Linked DNA regions of Pan troglodytes: regions 2 and 3 are each linked to region 1. Evidence: chromatin contacts called from public Hi-C data. All regions are on one chromosome and are shown on one strand. The core of a region is the stretch at or near the end of the contact, and the rest is flanking DNA. Distances in the headings are between cores, read along the strand shown.

The links. Hi-C and Micro-C count contacts between places; a contact is called where the count stands out from the background.
Region 2: a Hi-C map of stem cell-derived neural progenitor cells shows a contact between it and region 1, with 5 times the contacts expected there. The contact joins the enhancer-like site here to the promoter of PHLDA1 in region 1. A contact is called at or near these places in 2 of 7 Hi-C or Micro-C datasets (blood and stem cell-derived neural progenitor cells) and 1 of 1 datasets of contacts at active chromatin or transcription factors (stem cell-derived excitatory neurons).
Region 3: a contact with region 1 is called in a Hi-C map of induced pluripotent stem cells, with 2.8 times the contacts expected there. The contact joins the enhancer-like site here to the promoter of PHLDA1 in region 1. A contact is called at or near these places in 3 of 7 Hi-C or Micro-C datasets (induced pluripotent stem cells and stem cell-derived neural progenitor cells) and 1 of 1 datasets of contacts at active chromatin or transcription factors (stem cell-derived excitatory neurons).

Annotation. Positions count from the first base shown.
Region 1 is chr10:82,795,499-82,799,319 of NHGRI_mPanTro3-v2.0_pri, forward strand. It overlaps PHLDA1 (pleckstrin homology like domain family A member 1), which reads right to left and starts at 2,123. Exons shown (of 2, transcript XM_001161528.7): 1 at 1-2,123. The coding sequence starts at 688.
Region 2 is chr10:82,320,163-82,323,983 of NHGRI_mPanTro3-v2.0_pri, forward strand. No RefSeq gene overlaps it. Among named protein-coding and RNA genes, the nearest start is that of KRR1, 42 kb to the left of the region's middle. Within about 2 kb of position 1,874, at least 3 of the 24 cell types and tissues checked have an H3K27ac peak or open chromatin away from gene starts, as enhancers often do. A contact at or near this core is called in stem cell-derived neural progenitor cells, where this site is marked.
Region 3 is chr10:82,394,560-82,398,380 of NHGRI_mPanTro3-v2.0_pri, forward strand. No RefSeq gene overlaps it. Among named protein-coding and RNA genes, the nearest start is that of KRR1, 120 kb to the left of the region's middle. Within about 2 kb of position 1,977, at least 1 of the 24 cell types and tissues checked has an H3K27ac peak or open chromatin away from gene starts, as enhancers often do. A contact at or near this core is called in induced pluripotent stem cells, where this site is marked.

The DNA of each region.
Region 1 (3,821 bases), core at 873-3,372:
TGACCGGCGGCTCGAGGCTGGCAACAGCGGGGCCACTGGGTTGGGACGGCTCGGCCGGCCCCTGCCCGGGCTGTTGTTGCTGCTGCTGCTGCTGCTGCTGCTGCTGTTGCTGCTGCTGCTGGTGTTGCAGCTGCTTCGGCGGGATAAGCAGCAGCCCTTCCTCAGTGAGGATGCAACACTTTTTCTTCCAGAGCTGCAACAACCCGTCGCTGCGCTTCTCCAGCACGCCCTCCTTCAGCGCTTTGCAGCCGCTACTCTCCAGCATCCTCCCAGCATAAGAGGGGCCGCCGCTTGGCTCGGCCTCTCCGTTTCCAGCCGCGCGGGCCGGGGGCAGCAGCAGCAGCCTCGCGCCGTCCTCGCCCCAGCGGCTCCCACGGCCGCCTGCCCGGAGCGCGCAGAGGAGGCTAACACGCAGGAGGCAGAGCGGCGGCGGCGGCTCTGGGTCCCGGCAGAGGGACAGCCGCGTCCTGATGCGCCACAAGGTCCCGGAGCTCCGAGCTGCCGGGCCTCTGCCGTCCTCTTGCGAGCGCTCACTGAAGGGCACTGGCCGGGCCCCCTCGCGGCGCTTTTGAATGGGCCATCTTCCCCACCCCCGAGTGACACCCAGCGGAAAAGGCGGCTCCTGGCGCCCGCACCGCGGGGGAAAGCCCAGCTCCAAGAGGCGCTCGGCAGCCGGCGCACGCCTCATTAACTTGGGGCCTTTCCAAAGCCGGCTGCGTCCACGCCCTCCAGTGTCTCTTGCTCCGCCTCTCGCCGCCCACTTGCTTCCGCGCTTGTTCCCCTGGAAGGCGACCCGGACCCGAGCCCCGGAAACTCCTCTCCTCTACCCAGGGCGATCGCCCAAGGAGCCCTGGCTGCCTGACTACTGCCGACGCTCACAGGGCGCTGCGAGGCCATCCCCCGCGTCCCGCTTCTCCCCGGCCCGCGGGACTCTCTGCTAACAGCCTCAGAAAGTGAGGACGGGGGCGCGGAGGCGGGGGCAGCCTCCAGGCAGTGCTGCCTCTCGGTTCTTGGGAATTAGCCCGGGGGATTCGCGCTGGGCTCCGAGAGCCCGCAGAACCAGCGTCGTGTCCTGGGCGAGCTAGGAGGCCGGGGCCGAGTCCCGCGAGTCCCGCGAGTGTGCCTCCCCCGGACGCCTAGGTAAACAACTGAGCGCACAGAGGCCGAGAGGACATCGTGTCTTCCCACGCATATTCGCTCACGGTCACTAAGTAGCTCTTCTTGGAAAGAGGGCGATTGTTAAAGCAATAGTGCGACTGTCGGGCTTGCCACGGGTGGAGAGAGGTGGACCCACGTCAGGTCGCATCTCGCCTTTTTCTCGACCCCGACCGCAGGCGCTAACCCGTCTTCGGCTTTCTTCTTGACCCGTACGGTGTGCAACGTCTCTTAAAACAGTAACTCAACTCTCTACAAACCGGGGTAATATCCGGTGCTGAGATCCCACACTGCAAGGCGCAGTTCCAAACGTCTGGTCGGCCTCGCAGGTCCCTCTTTCCAAGGCCTAGCCAGATCTTGGTTTTGGAATCTCATTTATCTGTGACCTGGGGAATGCAATACCCCCAGCTCCCTCCTACTCCTACATTTAAACAATGCCTATAGAAGCCGCTTCCTGGGAAGTAAGGCATAACCGAGACCTAGCCTCCCGGTAGGGAAGTTCATCCGTTTAGTAAACAGCCCCAACTACGTGCGGACCCTCACGGGGATACGAAGAATTCAACCAGGGCTGGACAAGTCAGAGTGGGCCAAGGTAAGAGTTAGGGCTGCTACTGTGCCCACGTTGGAACAGATAGATTAGTTCATCTGCTAGTTGTGTGGCAAGAGCAAAGAATTCAAGAGGGGAAGAGAAAGTGAGAGGAGCTTAGAGAGCTAAGCAAGAATCGAATCCTTTGTGTGTCATGGTAAGAAATTCGAACTTAATACCAAGGTAGTCAGAACAAAGGACAACTTTTATACACGAGGGCGTCCTGAATATTCATCTAAGAAACAATGTCTGATCAAACGGGACAATCCAGCCAGCAATCCGGAGTCCCACCGGATTATGCTTGGCCAGCTTTCTAGCCTTCACATTGTTAATTTATTAGCAATCTTTTCAGGAGAAAGGCAATTATTAAAATTATGTGGACTTCTAGTAAAATTATCTCAAAGATTTACAATTATGTATACCAACAACAAAAAAACTACATGTTTTCTGCTCCCCTGCCTTTGTAGGACAAGTGAGCATTCCAGAGAATTTCTCCATGACCAGCTGTTCATTCTTGTAAGAGGATGACATTCTTCAGCTCATCTGGAGAGGATACTTCCTTTAAGTCTGTTATTCACAGTCTCCAAGGGCAGGTGTAGTTGGGAAAGACATTTCATATGGAAAAACAAACTTGATAGGGTAAAAAAAAAAAAAAAATGAGATGTAATCTGGAGCCCCAAGTCATTTTCTTAGGAGAAACTCAAATGTGTTTGGTGTTATCTAACCTTCTGCAGTTTATCAGTCTGAAACAAATGCATTCTATTCTCATTTGAAAATGTCTGAACAGCCACCAATTTTCAAAATCACCCATTTAATTATAACTAGAGACTTTAAAGCCCAGAATTTGCAGTTACGTATTTCAGAATGATTTAGTAATTTTGTGAGCAGCTCAGAGGTTAAGTCTACAATGTCTGACTACGGTGCATTATAGAAAATATCAGTAGTGTAAGGATCCCGTAGATTGGTGATAACTTTGCTCTTAATTTGTTATTTCAACAGTTACCACCAACAGTTGGTGACTTAACAAATTAAAAGCATAGTTGCCATATGCTCATATTTGGCAAATATGTCAAAATGGCCATATTTGCCAATTTTTAAAGACAATAAATTCACAGAAAATGCATTACAGAAAATAACTTAAAAAAAAAAAAAAAAACAACTTTTGGGCCAGGCATGGTGGTTCACACCTGTAATACCAACACTCTAGGGGGCTGAGGTGAGAGGATCCCTTGAGCCCAGGAGTTTGAAACCAACCTGGGCTACATGGCAAGGCCTCCCTCTACAAATGTAAAAAAAAAATTAGCTAGGTGTGGTGGCATGCACCATGTAGTCCCAGCTACTTGGGAGGCTGAGGTGGAGGACTGTTTGAGCCCAGAAGTTCAAGGTTGCAGGAGCTAGGATCGCACCACTATACAAGCCTGGGTGGCAGCAAGACCCTGTTTAAAAAAAAAAAAAAATTCAGCTGTATATGCAATGAAAACCTACAAGTCACTGAAAAGTTACTGAAGTTTAGAAAACTAGCCAACAAAATCATTGCTTTGGTAAACAAATTTGAAATGGCTAATTGAAAGTACATTTTACAGCTGGCAATATAAAGTTATCTATCAGCAGCACTGGACAGTTCATTTTCTTCTCTTGGATAAAGTTTATCACTTGGCTTCATGGACATCACTCAGTTTTCCTTTACATCTCCAGTGTCTCCTCTATGAGGTGCTTTCTCTTCTCTCCAAACTTTTAATGTTGGAATGCCCCAAGTCTTTGTCTTTGGCTCTCTTCTTTATCTACACTCATTCCCTTGTTGATATCCAGTCTCATCACTTTTAATAACATCTATATGCCAGAGTCCCAAATTTATACCCCCAACTTATATCCAACTGCTTACTGCCGAAGAATAAAACACTGAAGTTAAAAAATAATGAACATACCAGGCAAGGGAACACTTACTAGTAAAGCCATTTACTGAGTAGTTCACTAGAGGTTTAAGTCTGAGGGGATTTTAGGTCATAGGAAAAAAAAAAAAAACTGAAAAAGAACACTCAGATGGTCAGAGGAGTCTGTAATTCATACACAATAGGTTTTA
Region 2 (3,821 bases), core at 624-3,123, 480 kb before region 1:
ACTGGTAATGTTTCAAAAGTAGTCATCTTGGGATACCATGTCTTCAATTTTTTTTTTTTAAACAAGATCTCACTCTGTTGCCCAGGCTGGAGTGCAGTGGTGCAATCATGGCTCACTGTAGCCTTGACATCCTGAAATCGGGTAATCTTCCCACCTGAGCCTCCCAAGTAGCTAAAACTACAGTCTCACACCACCATGCCTGGGTAATTTTTATTTTGGGTAGAAATAAGGTCTCCCTATGTTGTCCAGGCTGGTCTCAAACTGCTGGACTCAAGCAATCCTCTTGCTTCGGCCTCCCAAAGTGTTGGGATTACAGGCATGAACCACCACGCTCCACTGAGATACCATGTCTTCAGACTAACAAGGAAGTCATTTCACTTCTTAAAAGTCATCCTGTTGAGTTACCTTTGGAATCTATATACAAACTGAAGAAAAAAATCAATGCTCACTTATGACCCAAAATAGCATCCACCCTATTTACCTGACAATACTTTGTATGCCTTTTGGCTCAGATCCAAAAATCAAGTTTATACTCAAAGGAAGATAATTTATATTATGCTTCATGGTTACAATTTCACATAACCTTACCATTTGTATCTACTTGCAATTCTTTAGACTAGGCTGGTTAGGTTCAACCAAGCCTGGCTTATAAAGAACCTGAGGGAGAGAGAGAGAAAGAAAGAGAAAGAGAACGAGTCTATACACTCTGATGCGAACTCTGATTTTTCTGTCTCCAAGGGGATTTCTTATCCCAGAGAGGAATTTTCCCCATTCCTTGGGTTGTTCTCCTAATCTATCAAATCCTCAAATCATTAAGTCAGTTCTAAAGTGTGGTTGCAAAAAATGCTTTGAACAATGGTAACACCGTTGGCACGTGAATATAGTCTCCCAGAAAAGCCATATTCAAATTTCTGACATTTTCACAAGTGTAAGTTCTGATATATTCATTTAAAAGTCTGTTCGAATTTGTATCTTAAAACAACCTTGTGTGTTATTTCTAAATCTCTTATTTTCAAAAGAAACAGGCTCAGAAGGTTTAGGGACTATAAATATTCATTGACATTGGTTCAATTGCCAAATCAGTATTACAGTAGGTCAGTATCAAATCATGAAGAAATACGCAATGAACTCAGAAGCATGGTGGAAAAAAAAAAAAAAAGCCCCTATGTGTATGGCGTTATCAATGTAAGGTTATTTTCACATTTTGGACATATTTTTCAAACTCAGAAATTCATTCCATATTGATTCTGTTTTTTCATAACATGCCAAAATGAAATTCTAAAAACTCAATGTTACTTCTTCAGAGAAGCCTTTATTCTCTCTGTCCCTCCAGACTATAAATGGTTTCTTTCTGTGTTCCACCAACACTTGGCTTATGACTTTTTTTTAACATTGGCACATTACTTTCTAGTTGTTTATTTGTATCAATCTCCAATTTATACACTATGAGTTCCTTGAGGGCAGGGGCCCCTTCTGGTTCCCCTTTTCTAGCCCATAGCATGGTGCCCAGTACATAATAATATGTTCAACAAATGTTTGATGATTGAATATATGCAGAAAATTTAAATTATGAGACAGTGTAAATAAATAAAAAGGAAAAGGAGTTTACAACATATAAACACACAGCCAGCCCAATCAAATGATTATCTATCTATCGTCTTCTCTTTATCTCTCAGAAAAGTGTCAGGCATTTTGATTCAGAAATTCTAAACAGCATGCAGCCATAGCCACCTCAGAAGGACCTGAGCTGAGGACACCGCCTGAGGATTATGGTTGTTAATAGAATTATTTTTAGTCCCTCTGTTTAGCTGAATGCATTCCTTTGTGGGGAATTTAAAGTGCTTCATTCACATGTCCGCTTAATTGTCACAATCCTGTGGCTGTGTAGGGACAAGATTAGCACTGCATTTCATGAATGAGGAAGCTGGAGAAGGTTGACTCATTGAAGGCCACTCAGGTAGCTCTTAGGAAAGAGAAGATTGGAAATGCTTTTCTTATTCTTGGTGTTTCTGCTGTGTGGAACTGCCACTGATTTTAGCATCAGAATAATCAAAGCTTGACTGCCACTGAGAGATCCAAACATTCACAAACCTGAGAGTCTTGGTGGCTAAACTGCCACAACCAAGAACATACTGAGTCAGATCCTTTTTACCTCCTAATATGTGAGGCCTGAAGCTCAGTTTCTGTGAATTCCTTCCTTGGAAACAGCTACGTAATTTTCGGGGCCCTGTGCAAAGTAAAACTGCATGCTCCTTGTTCAAAAAGTATGAAGAATTTTGGGAAGCTTTCTGCAGATCATTCAATGAAGCATGCAGGGCATTTCTGAGGTTCCTCATTCAGGCAAGTAGCTTTTTTCTTGCTCTTCTATCATCGCCCAGATCTTCATCAAGTTTTACTTAACTATTACTCCTAATATCTTCTATTTTCTTTACTTTATTCAGTGAACCTCTATGCTGGCATTGGGATGAAATTCCTAAAATAAAAATCTGTTGAGGTCATTACCTTGTTAAAAATCTTTCAAAGATTATTTCTTATCTCCTAGGTAAAGTAAAACTTCTTATGCTTCTCTTTCGGTTATTTACTGGCATATAAAAAAACACCCAAAACTCAGTAGCTTAAAACAGTCACTATGTATTTGCTCACAATTCTGGGTTTGGCAATTGAAGAAGAGATCAGCTGGGATACTTTGTCCCTGCTCCCTAGGGTATTGCTGGGCTCACTTATGTATTTTGTGGTCAGGTGACAGTTCAGCTAGCGACTAGCTGGTCCCAGATGGCAGTTGACTAGGGCTTTCAGCTAGTGTGCCTCAGTTTCCCTCCACATGGGCTCTCCAGCAAGCTGGCTGGGATCTTCTCATAAGGGAGCTGGATTTAAGATAGTAAAACTGAAAGCTGGAAATGCCTCTTGAGGCTTCAGCTCATAAATTGCACAATGTCACCTCTGCCACATTTTATTCGTCAAAACAGATCACGAGACCAGCCCAGATTCAAGATGTTGGAGAAATAAATTTTACCTCCTGAAGGAAGGAATAGCAACATTACATTGCAAAGAGGATGTCTACAGGGTTGTGAGAAATTTGTGGCTGTATTTTGTAATACCTTAGTAACACCTTGCCTTGCATTCTTCATGACCTACACTTACTGACCTTTCCTTCTTTGTCTCCCGTTACTCTCAAAACACAATATTGTTTTGGTAATTATGATGATAATGATAACAACAACAGATACAGATATTGATATTATCTTTGTGTCAGGCATCATAACTCATGTGCATGTATCATGGCACTTTATCCTCCAAATTCCCTATAATGCAAGTAAATGGATATTTTATCCCCATTTTAGAGATGAGGAAACTGAGACATTCAGGAGCTTACTAGGTCTCACAACAAAAAAGAACCTAAACTGGGATTCAAACTCAGGTATGCATGATTCCGACATTCATTAACATTGTACCATGCCACACAGCTATACCAAAGTGTTTCTCTTACTTAATGTGTATTCACATGCCTTTATGACATTCACATGCTATTCTCTTTGCCTGAAAAAGCCTATATCTATCTCTTTCCTTGTCTTCCTTTCCTGTTTCATCCCCTTCTTCACACACAACAGAAAAGCACATACACAACTCTTTATGAAAACGTTTCTGACTCTCCCAGGCAGAGTTAGGTGTCCCACTGCATGCAGATCTGCTTATCTGTTTCTTCTTGAGCATTTACCTTTTGACATAGGAATATTGTCTTATTTTTCTTTCTTTTTTTTTTTTTTTGAGATGGAGGCTCACTCTGTCACCCAGGCTGGAGTGCAGTAGTGTGATCTTGGTTC
Region 3 (3,821 bases), core at 727-3,226, 400 kb before region 1:
AAATACAATTAGTATCACATTGTGATACCATTATAAAACCACCCAAATGGTAATATTAAGATTGAAAATGCCAGATGTTTGCAAGGACATGAAACAATGGGAACTCTAATATACTGCTGACAGGAGTATAAATTGGTACAACCACTTTGGAAGACTATTTGTCATTGTCTACTAAATTTAAAAATATGCAAAAACCAACAACTCACTACTTCCATGCCTAGATATATACCCAATATAAATGCATACATGCGTGTAGCCAAAGGTGTATACAAGAAAAGTCATAGCAATATTACTGGCAATAGGCAAAAATTACAAACATCTCCAATGTTCATCTACAATAGAATGGATAAATGTGGTATATTCATGAAATTGAATAGCATACAGCCATAAAAAGGAATTAATCCCAGCTATACACAACAATAATGATGAATCTCACAAATATAGTGTTGAGCAAAAGAAGCCATACACAGAAGAATATATACTGCAGGCCTTTATATTGCTTTTAAAAAGATGCAAAATCAAGTTAAAGTGCTTAGAAATGCATTCTTAGGTGGAAAACTATATAGAATATCAAAGTAATTAGCATAGTAGTTAGCATATTGACTATTTTTGAACTGGTAGTGATTGGAAAGCTGCAAGGGGGGCTTCTAGGGTATAAGAAATGCACACATTCATCTGGTAGGTGACAATCACATGAGTTTTCTCTGTAATCACTGAGCTATATATTTTAAAATTTTGTCTACTTTTCTTTCTGCATTATTTCACAGTGGAGAAAAGTTAAAAGAAAAGAAGCAGATGAAATAGTCTGTCAATTCATGTTAAAGTGCTGCAAAAAGATCAAATGGAATGAGAAAAAAATAAAAGCTTTAACATTTGATAGTTACAGGTAATGTGCAGCCTTTGGAAGTTTCAGGGAAGTCACAGGGAGAAGAAGTAAAAGAGCCAGCAGTCAAGAGTTAAAGATAAGCAGATAACAGGAAGCAGAGAGTAAGTCCCGCCTACTCCACTTTGGAGGGAAAGAAAGAAAAAGGCACAATGATAGCAAGGAAGGATGATGCTACTATTTTATTTTTTGGTGTGTTTCTGTTAAGACTGAAAGGATTTGTGAGTACCTTAGTGGACAAAGAAAAATGAACCAGTAGAAAGGGAAACTGTAAAAAATATAACAGAGATGTGATGATTATTGGATCAACACCCTCTACACTGTGGCCTCCAAACTAAACTGTTTTACATCTCCTCCTGCCCTTTGTCCCAACATTTCACAGAGCATGTGGGAAAGGAAGTCAAAATAAGAGAAATAAGAGAAAGCTACATGCTCCATTGTCCATCACCAGTTCCCCAGCCGAGAGTAGATTGGAGTGAAGAGAAAGGGAAGTTTTGCCTCGAATAAGGGATTAACATTCTGAAATAAATTGTCCTTGAGTTTGGAAGGCTTGAAAATGGATTTTTTTTTTTATGCCTGAAATTGCCCTAAGAAGCAGTGAGATTCACTGGTGGTAAGGCAGAGGGAAGGATGAGGCCAAGGTTCAACCAAACTTAAAGGCAATTAGGCAAAAGGAATAAGCTTTAGTGATCTATTGTACAGAATGACTGTAATAAATAACAATGCACTACATATTTCAAAATTGCTCAGAGAGTAGACTTTAAATGTTTTCACCACAAACAAACGGTAAGTATGGGAGCTGATGAATCTGTTAATTAGCCTTATTTAATCATTTCGCAATGTAAACATAGATCAAAATATCACTTTGTACCCCATAATATACACAATTATTATTTGTCAATTAAAAATAACATTTAGAAAAAAACTTAAAGACAATAATGAGAGAGAAAAAAAGCTGGCTAGTGATTTCTCCTGTAGTGGATGCTGTGGTTTTCCACCTAGTCTCTCTCCATAACCTTCTCGGGGCTGAAGCTCTCATTTCTCCAGTATTGTGGGTGTTGGCAGCTGCCTGCTCTTAGCTTTCTCAGGGTTGCCTAAAGCCAAAGACAATCACCCTTCTGAGGTCATACTTCCTTCCTGTGTCCCATGACTGGCCTGTGTAGAACACTGTGAAGGGCCCACCTGATTCCAGAGCTCCCTATGGAATGAAGTGAGGCCTTGGCCTTGACTGCCATTCAGCTTATCCTTTTACCCCAGGATTTCTCAAATTCAGCACTATTGACATTTTGACCTGGATGATTCTTTGTTGTGGTGGCCACTCTGTATATTACAGGGTATTTAGTAGTGTCCTTGGCCTCTAACCACTAGATGCCAGTATGTCTCCAGATGTTGCTAAATATATCCTGGGGTTCCAAACCTTCTCAGTTGAGAACCATGATGCAATCCTGCCCTTTTGACAGTACCTCCTGAGGCGCTGATCCTAAGAGCATTCCCCAATAAACTTCCTGCATACAAATCACCAGGTCTGTAGCACACGCAACAAATTCAGTTTACTCAATAAACACGTGTTTATTTATTAGTAAAGTATACCTGTACTACTGTAATTATATCATAAACACTATAGAGCATAAACAAAGAATAATTTAAGGTGAGATAAAAAAATAAACATAATTAGTAGTTCTAGCATTTTCCCCTACTCCTCAAAAGAATGTTTACTAGCACCTTCTAGGGAGCCTAAACCGTACATTGGAGACCAGTACCCTGGGAGCTGGGAGACATCAACAAAAAGAATGTAGGTGGAGTGTTCAGCCTTACTAACACTGAGTTAAGGGAAAACAGGGAGGATACTTAAAATAAAAATACTAGGGGTGACATGGTGATGGGCGGCAAGGTGGAAAAAGTCTGGTTTATATCCAGATGGTATTGATCACTTCAATAGGTATTAGATAAAAGGGACTTGTAGCTAAATAAAAGTCATGTCTTACAGTGTCTACAAATTACCTACTTAAATTCCTATGAAAAATAAGTAAAACGAAACTTTAAAAGGTAGCAAAGGCAATGAGAAGTAAAGATAAGAAAGACCATGAATCAAAAGTTCAGAGGGAATTGCTTTTAGTTGTATCATTATTGGTAGGCCAGGCGCAGTGGCTCGCGCCTCTAATCCCAGCACTTTGGGAGGCTGAGACATGCAGATCAATTGGGCCCAGGAGTTTGAGACCAGTCTGGGCAACATGGTGAAACCCTGTCTCTACAAAATATACAAAAATTAGACTGCTGTGGTTGTACGTGCCTGTAGTCCCAGCTACTCAGGAGGCTAAGGTGGGAGGTTCACCTGAGCCTGGGGAGTGAGAGGCTGCAGTGAGCCATGATCGTGCCACTGCACTCCAGCCTGGGTGACAGAGACTTTGTCTCAAAAAAAAAAAAAAAAAAAAGTATCATTATTGGATTATAGATAAATTCTTGAACTTCCAACACATTCTTTTACCTCTAAACTTAACATTAGGCCATCACAACATTTTATGAGCTTATTAAAATAATACCATACCATTAGAAATAAAATTTTTAGAGATTCACATAGAAATTGACAGATAATTGTAGTAAGATACTTCATTCCATTATCAGTCCATTTTAGATGAAGTAGTAAAAATAAATGAGATATAGGCTTTGAATAATGTTAAGTAATAATGTTGAAAACATGCTTTTTCCCATTTACATTTAAGGCCTAAGTTTCTAACCACACTTGGAGCATTCTTCAGCTTTTTCTGAAAGTGAGAGAGTTTCAGGGTAATAATCCATGTATCCTCAGGACCAAGTCCCTCATAGATAGAGCTATAGAGGCCAGGTACGGTGGCTTACACCTGTAATCCCAGCACTTTGGGAGGCCAAGGCGGGCAGATCATGAGGTCAGGAGATGGAGACCATCCTGGCCAACATGGTG